2 separate regions of the Sus scrofa genome follow, and region 1 is linked to region 2. Evidence: chromatin contacts called from public Hi-C data. All regions are on one chromosome and are shown on one strand. Each heading gives the region's core, a stretch centred on a gene start, on an enhancer-like site or on the middle of the called end of the contact. The rest is flanking DNA. Distances are from core to core; before and after follow the strand shown. Region 1 holds the start of HNRNPR (heterogeneous nuclear ribonucleoprotein R). Region 2 holds the start of KDM1A (lysine demethylase 1A).

Evidence for each region. Hi-C and Micro-C count contacts between places; a contact is called where the count stands out from the background.
Region 1: a contact with region 2 is called in a Hi-C map of liver, with 4 times the contacts expected there. The contact joins the promoter of HNRNPR here to the promoter of KDM1A in region 2. A contact is called at or near these places in 2 of 5 promoter capture datasets (fetal skeletal muscle and liver), 1 of 47 Hi-C or Micro-C datasets (liver) and 1 of 2 datasets of contacts at active chromatin or transcription factors (alveolar macrophages).

Annotation. Positions count from the first base shown.
Region 1 is chr6:81,238,367-81,242,217 of Sscrofa11.1, forward strand. HNRNPR (heterogeneous nuclear ribonucleoprotein R) reads right to left here and starts at 1,457. Exons shown (of 11, transcript XM_021095513.1): 1 at 897-1,457.
Region 2 is chr6:80,901,824-80,905,628 of Sscrofa11.1, forward strand. It overlaps KDM1A (lysine demethylase 1A), which reads left to right and starts at 1,673. Exons shown (of 22, transcript NM_001112687.1): 1 at 1,673-2,085. The coding sequence starts at 1,732.

The DNA of each region.
Region 1 (3,851 bases), core at 207-2,706, 340 kb after region 2:
ATGAAAACTAACGGTTAACTCGGCTTAGGAGTGTCAAGCCCTTATCCTACGACTGACTCATGAGACATAAATTCAGCCTCCAGAGGACAGCAAAAATCTCAAACAGGTAGCGTAAAAGGACTGAACCCTTCAAGAACCCCAGGGCTTCAAGTTTTAAATTCTGGCAATACGGCTTCTACCATAGAAAAAAAAGAATCGCCTTTCCAATTTAGTGCGCCTGTGACATTCCTGGAATTATGTATCTCAGACGCCGCTCGAAGCCTAAGTTTCATGGCCTCTAATAGTCATTTTTTCCTTCAAATCTCGACTCGCAGCATGCAGAATGGGGGAGGGGAAGGAGGCTTTCTACACATACCCGCCTTTCGGCCTCTGCTTCGCACAAAAGTTTTCTCCCGGCTCAGGTCACTCGGGGTTTGCATCCCGCCCTCTGCCCACCCACCCCCACTCATGCCTGTCCCAAGCATCAACACATCCCACTCATAGCTAGGCCGACTGAGACAGGAGCTTGGAGGCTCCGACGGGGAAAGGCGATGGTGCCGTGGACGCCTCAGGCCGCTGGTCCGGCCCGGCCCAACCCGGCCGCGAGGAGCGACAGGCGGAGGCGGGAAAAGCGCGACCGACCCGGCAGGCCGCGCGAAGGGCGCCCGGTGGGCCGGACCGAGGGCTAGGGGTTGGAGGGGCGGGGGGAGGATGAGCGAGGGTGAGGAGGCGCCTCAGCGGGGCTAGGCCCTCAGCGGTGCGGCGGGAGAGGCCAAAGCCGCCCCCAGCCCATCCCCACCCCCACCCCGGGGCCTCGGAGAAAACCAAACGGGACGCGGTGCGGAGCCCCGGCCAGGCCCACTAGGGTCGGATCGGGGCTCCCGGCCCCTCCCCCCGCGGGCCGGCGCGAGACTCACCAGGACAGATCTGGGGCCGGCGGCCGGGCCCGTGAGAATCAGCGCGAGGCGCTTTGAAAACGACTAGAAATGGCGCGCGCGCCACCCCCTCCCCCCCTCATGGACCGAGACGCGATCCCGGCAGCACGCGGGGTTTCCCGGAACTGCTTCCAGGGACTCGGAGCGGCCGGGCAATCACCTCGCGCGGCAGCCTAAGGGACAGCTCAGAGGACCAATAGTAGTGAGAAGAGGCTCACTACTCCGGACGCTCGGGAGCCAATCGATGAAGCCGTAGGCTGAGCCAATGAGGGAACTCAGCGCCGCCGGCTGGGGCGCCTCCGGGGCGGGGGTAGGAACACAAAGGGGTCTATCGTGAAGCCCCGGGTGGAGGCGAGGCTGCGGGGCACCGGGCCCAGGGTGGCCGAGGCCCCGCCCTCCTCGTCTGCTGCAGACGCGAAGCCGAAAAAGTAGGCCTCGCGCCGCGTGGCCGCCTCCGGAATCCCGCCCCCTGCCGTCCGCGCCGGCCCTGGCGGGCCGCGGCCTTCCCGCCGCTTCGCCGCTGCCGCAGCGCTGGTGATTCCCCCGCGTGCCGCCGCCGCGGCCGCCGCGGGCGTTCGCCCCAGACACGCCCACCGCCACGCGGTCCGGCCTTCCTCTAGGTCGTCTTTGGGACTTTAATTAGAGCACGATCTAAGGATTTGGCTCGCCCGTTTTTTTCCGAGAATCTTTTCGTGTAGAAAATCATCCCTTGGAACGCTCAGAAAACGGCTTCCTCGGCTGCCTTCCACACATCCTTGGGAGCAGATCAGAATGTGGGAGAAATCGCTAAAGTGGGCATTACTCAGAAGCAGTTAAGTACAAATGACAGAGCAGGGACCTTTCTTCGCGGGGTTTGACGCTAATTAATATTCAGAAAGCAGGACAGACGTATACATCACGAACCCCAAAGAGCCGTGCCAGGAAAAGAGCTAATTCCCAAAGGAGACTAATTTCCGTTATTCTGAAACATTTCTCACCCTCCACACCTACTGGTTTGTTCCTCGTCCTCGCCTTAATCCAAACCTCTAATCCCACATCCCTTCCTTCCCTACCTCAACTTCCAACACCCCACCCTTCCCCTCCGCGCCGGAGTGGAGGAAGTCAAGCAGTGTTCCGCAAGACTTCCATATACACTTCGAGGACCATTAGATTTTCCAGAAGCTATCAACCAAAAATTATTTACTCAAAACCTATGTGCCCAGTACTGAGCTAAACATCACGGTGGATCCAACTTTTGTGTTGAGGGGTGTGAGACTTATACAAATGATGGGATCCTTAAAAATATCTTAAATGATGAGTACAAATTTAGAAGTGTCTTGGAAGAGCATGGTAAAGGGACTTTGAAGCTTAAACTTTATTAGCTTCAGATAAATCTCCCTCTAACTCAAGGGTTCTTAATCTGTTTTGTGCCATTCAACAGTCTGGTATAAGCTATGGACCTCTTAGGGTTTGTTTATTTTTTGTCTTTTTTGCCTTTTCTAGGGCCACTTCCCGCGGCATATGGAGCTTCCCATGCTAGGGGTCCAATCAGAGTTGTAGCCGTCGGCCTACACCACAGCCACAGCAACGCCATATCTGAGCCACGTCTGCAGCCTACACCACAGCTCATGGTAACGCCAGATCCTTAACCCACTGAGTGAGGCCAGAGATTGAACCCGCAATCTCATGGTTCCTAGTCAGGTTTGTTAACCACTGCGCCACGACGGGAATTCCTCTTTTAGGTGTTTTAATGCCTAAAATATGTAGCATTATCAAAGACACTATGTTGAAATACAATTAGGAGATATGTGATATAGTAATCTTTATCAAGATCTTGCAGCAGGTCAAACAGCTACTGAAATTTTAAAGCAATGAGAAGATATTTCAAGAAATGCCATAACTATAATGTGATATGAAAATGTCTGTGATTCCTATTAGTGACAGTGAAAGACACAGCTAATTCTGTGGTTTGTTGTCCACATCCACAATGGGGAAGAATGCTTAATTTCAGTAGAAAGTGAAAATAAAGATGTTATTTTTTTTCCTTCCAAATTGAGGGACCAACAAATTCCATTCAGAGACTCCCTTAGGTCAGTTTAACATAGGATAAGAACCCCTCAGCTGGATACTGTAATTAAAGTGATTCTTTTTTTTTTTTTTTTTTCCTTTTCTTTTTTAGGGCCAAACCTGCAGCATATGGAAGTTCCTGGGCTAGGGGTCTAATTGCAGCTGCAGCTGCCATACTACGCCACAGCCAGAGCAACACCAGATCTGAGCCACATCTGCAACCTATGGCAAGTGGGGGAAACTTACGGCAACACTGGATCCTTAACCCACTGAGCAAGGCCAGGGATCAAACCCACATCCTCACAGACACTTTGTCAGTTTCCTAACCTGCTGAGCAGAGTTCCTGTTGTGGCTCAGTGGTAACGAACCCGACTACTATCCATGAGGACTCGGGTTTGATCCCTGGCCTCACTTGGTTGGTGAAGGATCCGGTGTTGCCATGAGCTGTGGTATAGGTCAAAGACACAGCTCAGATCCACCATTGCTGTGGCTATGCCATAGGCTGGCAGCTGCAGCTTGGAATTCAACCCCTAGCCTGGGAACTTCCATATACCGCACGTGTGGTCCTAAAAATCAAAATATAAATAAATAAATATAAAATGGAAAGAAAGGGGTTTTTTCCACCTTAGTGACACAATGTTTTAAACAATAATCACTGTCATTTATTAAGCTCCTATGTGCTGTTGCTGATCCTTGCATAAAACCTTAAAGGCTAGTAATTTTTTTATCCCATTTTATTGAGAAAACAAGGCTCAGAGAGGTTAAAACATTTGCTTAAAGCCACACAGGTGAAGTAAGACTGAAACACAAGTTTGAGCTACTACACCAAGCTCATTTTCTTTTTTTCTTTTTAGAGTCACACCTGCAGCATATGGAAGTTCCCAGACTAGG
Region 2 (3,805 bases), core at 423-2,922:
CTCTCATCCTTAAACCACTATACCACAGCAAGAACTCCCAAATTGCTCAATTTTGACACGCTCTATCTTCTTATGATGGTAGATGGGGATTTAGCTCTGATGTTGAACCCCCTCCATTCCCACATTGCCCCCTCTTCTGCAAACCCCTCTCACCCCTGTCTCCACACTCTCTTTTCTCCATTTTCTCAATATAATTCTATCCCTTTGGTTAAAACAATATTCATTCCATCTGTTATTGTAGACCCATCAGTGTAGTTCACAGCTGAGCCATATGTTGTATTGTGATTACACTTTTTGGCATAGCTTCTAGTTTTCTGAACTTGTCTCTTTTTCTGTTTGCTTAGTTTAAAAAATAATAATTCAAGGAGTTCCCACTGTGGTGCAAGGGAATCGGGGCATCTCTGCAGCACCAGGACACAGGTTGGACCCTTGACCCGGCACAGTGGGTTAAAGGATCCAGTGCTGCTGTAGCTGTGGCATAGGTTGAAACAGCTGCTGGGAACTGAGCCCTGATCCCTGGCCCAGGAACTCCATATGCCTAGGGTGGCTAAAATTAAAAAAATAATAATAATAATTCAACTTCATCGAAGTACAGTTGACATAAAATATACCTATTTTATGTGTATAGTTAAAATGAGTTTTGACTAATACACTCACACCCCAATCACGATAGGAAACATTTCAATCACTCTCAGCCTGTTCTCTCCAGCTCTTTTGAAGTCAACCTCCACCCTCATCCCAGGCAACCACTGATTGGAGTCTATCACTAGAGATTAATTTCACCAGTTCTCAAACTTCCATTGTTTGAAAATTACGCTTTGAAGACACAGACTTGTGAAAAAGCAATTACCGCTCCATGTCCCAGTGGGAATAAACTTGAACGCAGTCTGTTCCAAGTCAGTGAAGTATTCCTTGAGGAATTAAAAGAATAAACCACCACCACCATCAGCGACATTAGAAAGAATTAACCTGGAGTGGAAAGATGTCATGTTGTGGGGATGGGGAGCGTAGGAGTGGAAAAGGGTGCGAGTGAGGGAGTGTGAAGGAGGGAGAGGGTCCAGACAAAATGAAGAGCATAAACAAAGCTCTGGAAGCAAGGGCAATCCCTTCTGGACGCATATTGCGTTTCCTATTTTATTTTCCATTTTATTACCACGAAACTCAGTTGCTCTCCAAGATTCCCCCAGTTCAAGTAGGACAATTATGAATAGTAAATAAGATCTACCAGTTACATGTCAGTGTTTTCCCTCACTAAACTGTAAACTATTTGAAAGCCAGAACTTGTCAGTCAGTAAAGCTTAATAAATATTGGTTGAGTTGACAAGTAGGTGAATGAGAATGAATGAATGAATGAATGAATGAATGAGGGAGCACGCAAGTCCCTGGAGGAAATGGTCGCCCTCGGAGGTGCAATCCGGCCCAGAAACCCTAGGGTAGGGACGGTGTTGGGACCGATCCCAAAGGCTAAGGAGACGCTCTAGGAAAGCATCGCGCTGTTTGCCATGGCGCCGCTCTAGCCTGGAGGACGCCGCTCTATGGCAGCGGGGAGGGCGGGGCCGTGGGCGTCTCTGGCCTTATTGTCCCGGCGCGGCGGGAGCGCGCTCCGCGCGTGTGCGTTCACGGCGGCGGTTGGTAGCGCGCAGACTGTGTGAAGTGAGGCAAGGCGGCTTCGGACCCACGGACCGACAGACCGAGCGGCCCCTACGGCCGTCGGCGGCCAGGCGGCCCGAGATGTTGTCTGGGAAGAAAGCAGCAGCCGCCGCAGCGGCGGCGGCGGCGGCGGCAGCGGCCGGGTCGGAGGCCGGTGCCTCGGCAGCGGGCGGCGCGGAGAACGGCTCGGAGGTGACTGCGCCGCCCGCGGGCCTGTCCGGCCCCGCCGAGGCCGGGCCGGGGGCAGCTGGGGAGCGCACTCCCCGCAAGAAGGAGCCCCCGCGAGCCTCTCCCCCCGGGGGCCTGGCCGAGCCGCCGGGGTCCGCCGGGCCTCAAGCCGGGCCTACCGTCGTGCCTGGATCTGCGACCCCCATGGAAACGGGAATCGCAGAGACTCCGGAGGGGCGACGGACCAGCCGGCGCAAGCGGGCGAAGGTGAGGCGCGACCCCTCCCTTGAACCACAAATCCCAGTACCTAGCTTCCTCGAGCTTGTCCAGCCCCATAACCACTCACCCTCGCTTGCCGGGGTCTTGGGCCTTGAGCCCCACGCCCACCTCGACCTCCCCAGTCACGGATCTCCACCCACCCCCCCACTAGTCGGGTGGGTGGGGTGAGAGAGGGGAAGGTCTTTGCCAGCGGTGAATGCGTCTTTGTGCTGGGACCCGGCCGTCCAGGGAGAAAGGGGGATGGCGGGGAGAGCTGTTTTACTCGTTGCATCTCGTACACCTTTTCCTTTTCTTGGTTGGGAAAAAATGGCTCCCTGACGTGGAGTTGTGGTGGGCCTTGTTGAAGACGTATATCACTTGTTCACAGATGTATCTGGAAGCCGCTCGGCAGTATTTTTGTGTTTCAGCTGGGAGCGTGTTGGGGCTGTAGGATGATGCTAAAGAAATTGCCTTAGCCTTGAAGACAGAAAAAAAGGAAGTTTTTTGGTTTTTTTTTTCGAGCCCTTTCTGTATGCTGGAGAGTTTTCCTCTTTTTCTTTTTATCCTGTCAACGTTCTTTTGACGTAGATTTTTACAAAGGAGGAAGCTGATGAAGAGGGCAAATATCAATTAGTCAAGGTGTAGATATACAGGAAGAAAAAGATTTGTCACATGACGATATGTACAGGCGATAGCTTGCCTCACATCTCTGGGTGCCAGGTGCTGTGTTCAGAGCGTCACCAACATTGTATTTTGGCTAAACACCAATTGGCAGGTATTGCTAGCCCCACTTGAGGAATGAGTAAACTGAGGCACACAGTTTAAGCAACTTGCCCAGAGTCACAAAGCTGGGTAAGTGGTGGAACTGGAATGTAAGCCCTACACTTACAATGTGATAAGGTATCATCAGCCTCTGAAACAAAGGACCACATGGGACACCAGCAATAAGCAGAACACTGGGGCAGTACTAGGGCACAAACTTTAGACTTGGGCCTTTTCTGGCGATTTCATGGTACAGTTGGAAAAACTGGAAATGTATGTACATAGAACTTTTAAGTAAGTAAATATTTTAAGTTGTGTAATTTATGTAACACATAAATGTGTATGAGGAGCTTCTTGAGTATTGCCCAGACAGAGCCTTCAGGTTGAACTGCCCCTTTGAGAATACTCTGTGCTCAGTATGAAGGAGAGAAGTCTCTGAGGGGGCTTTTACTAAAACATGAGTTAGAAAGGCACAGAGGTTGGCAACTCCCAACTCTCAGAAATGAAGTAGAAGGCAGAAGCCCAACTGGTTTGTTTTTTGTTTTGTTTTGTTTTTGTCTTTTTTAGGGCCGAAACCACGTCATATGGAGGTTCCCGCGCTAGGGGTTAATCTGAGCCGTAGCTGCTGGCCTGCATCACAGCCACAGCAATACCAGATCTGAGCCAAGTCTGCAACCTACATCACAGCTCACGGCAATGCCAGATCCTTAACCCACTGAGCGAGGCCAGGGATCGAACCTCATGGATACTAGTTTCCACTGAGCCATGGTGGGAATTCCCCAAGTGCTTTTTGTTTGTTTTTCTTTTTATGGCCACACCTGGGGCATATAGAAATTCCAGGGCCAGGGATGAATCTTAGCTGCATCGGGAACCCACGCCACATCCACAGCAATACCTATGCTGCAAGCTTACTGCAAGGCTGGATCCTGAGCAAGGCCAGGGATCAAATCTGCATCCTCAAAGAGAC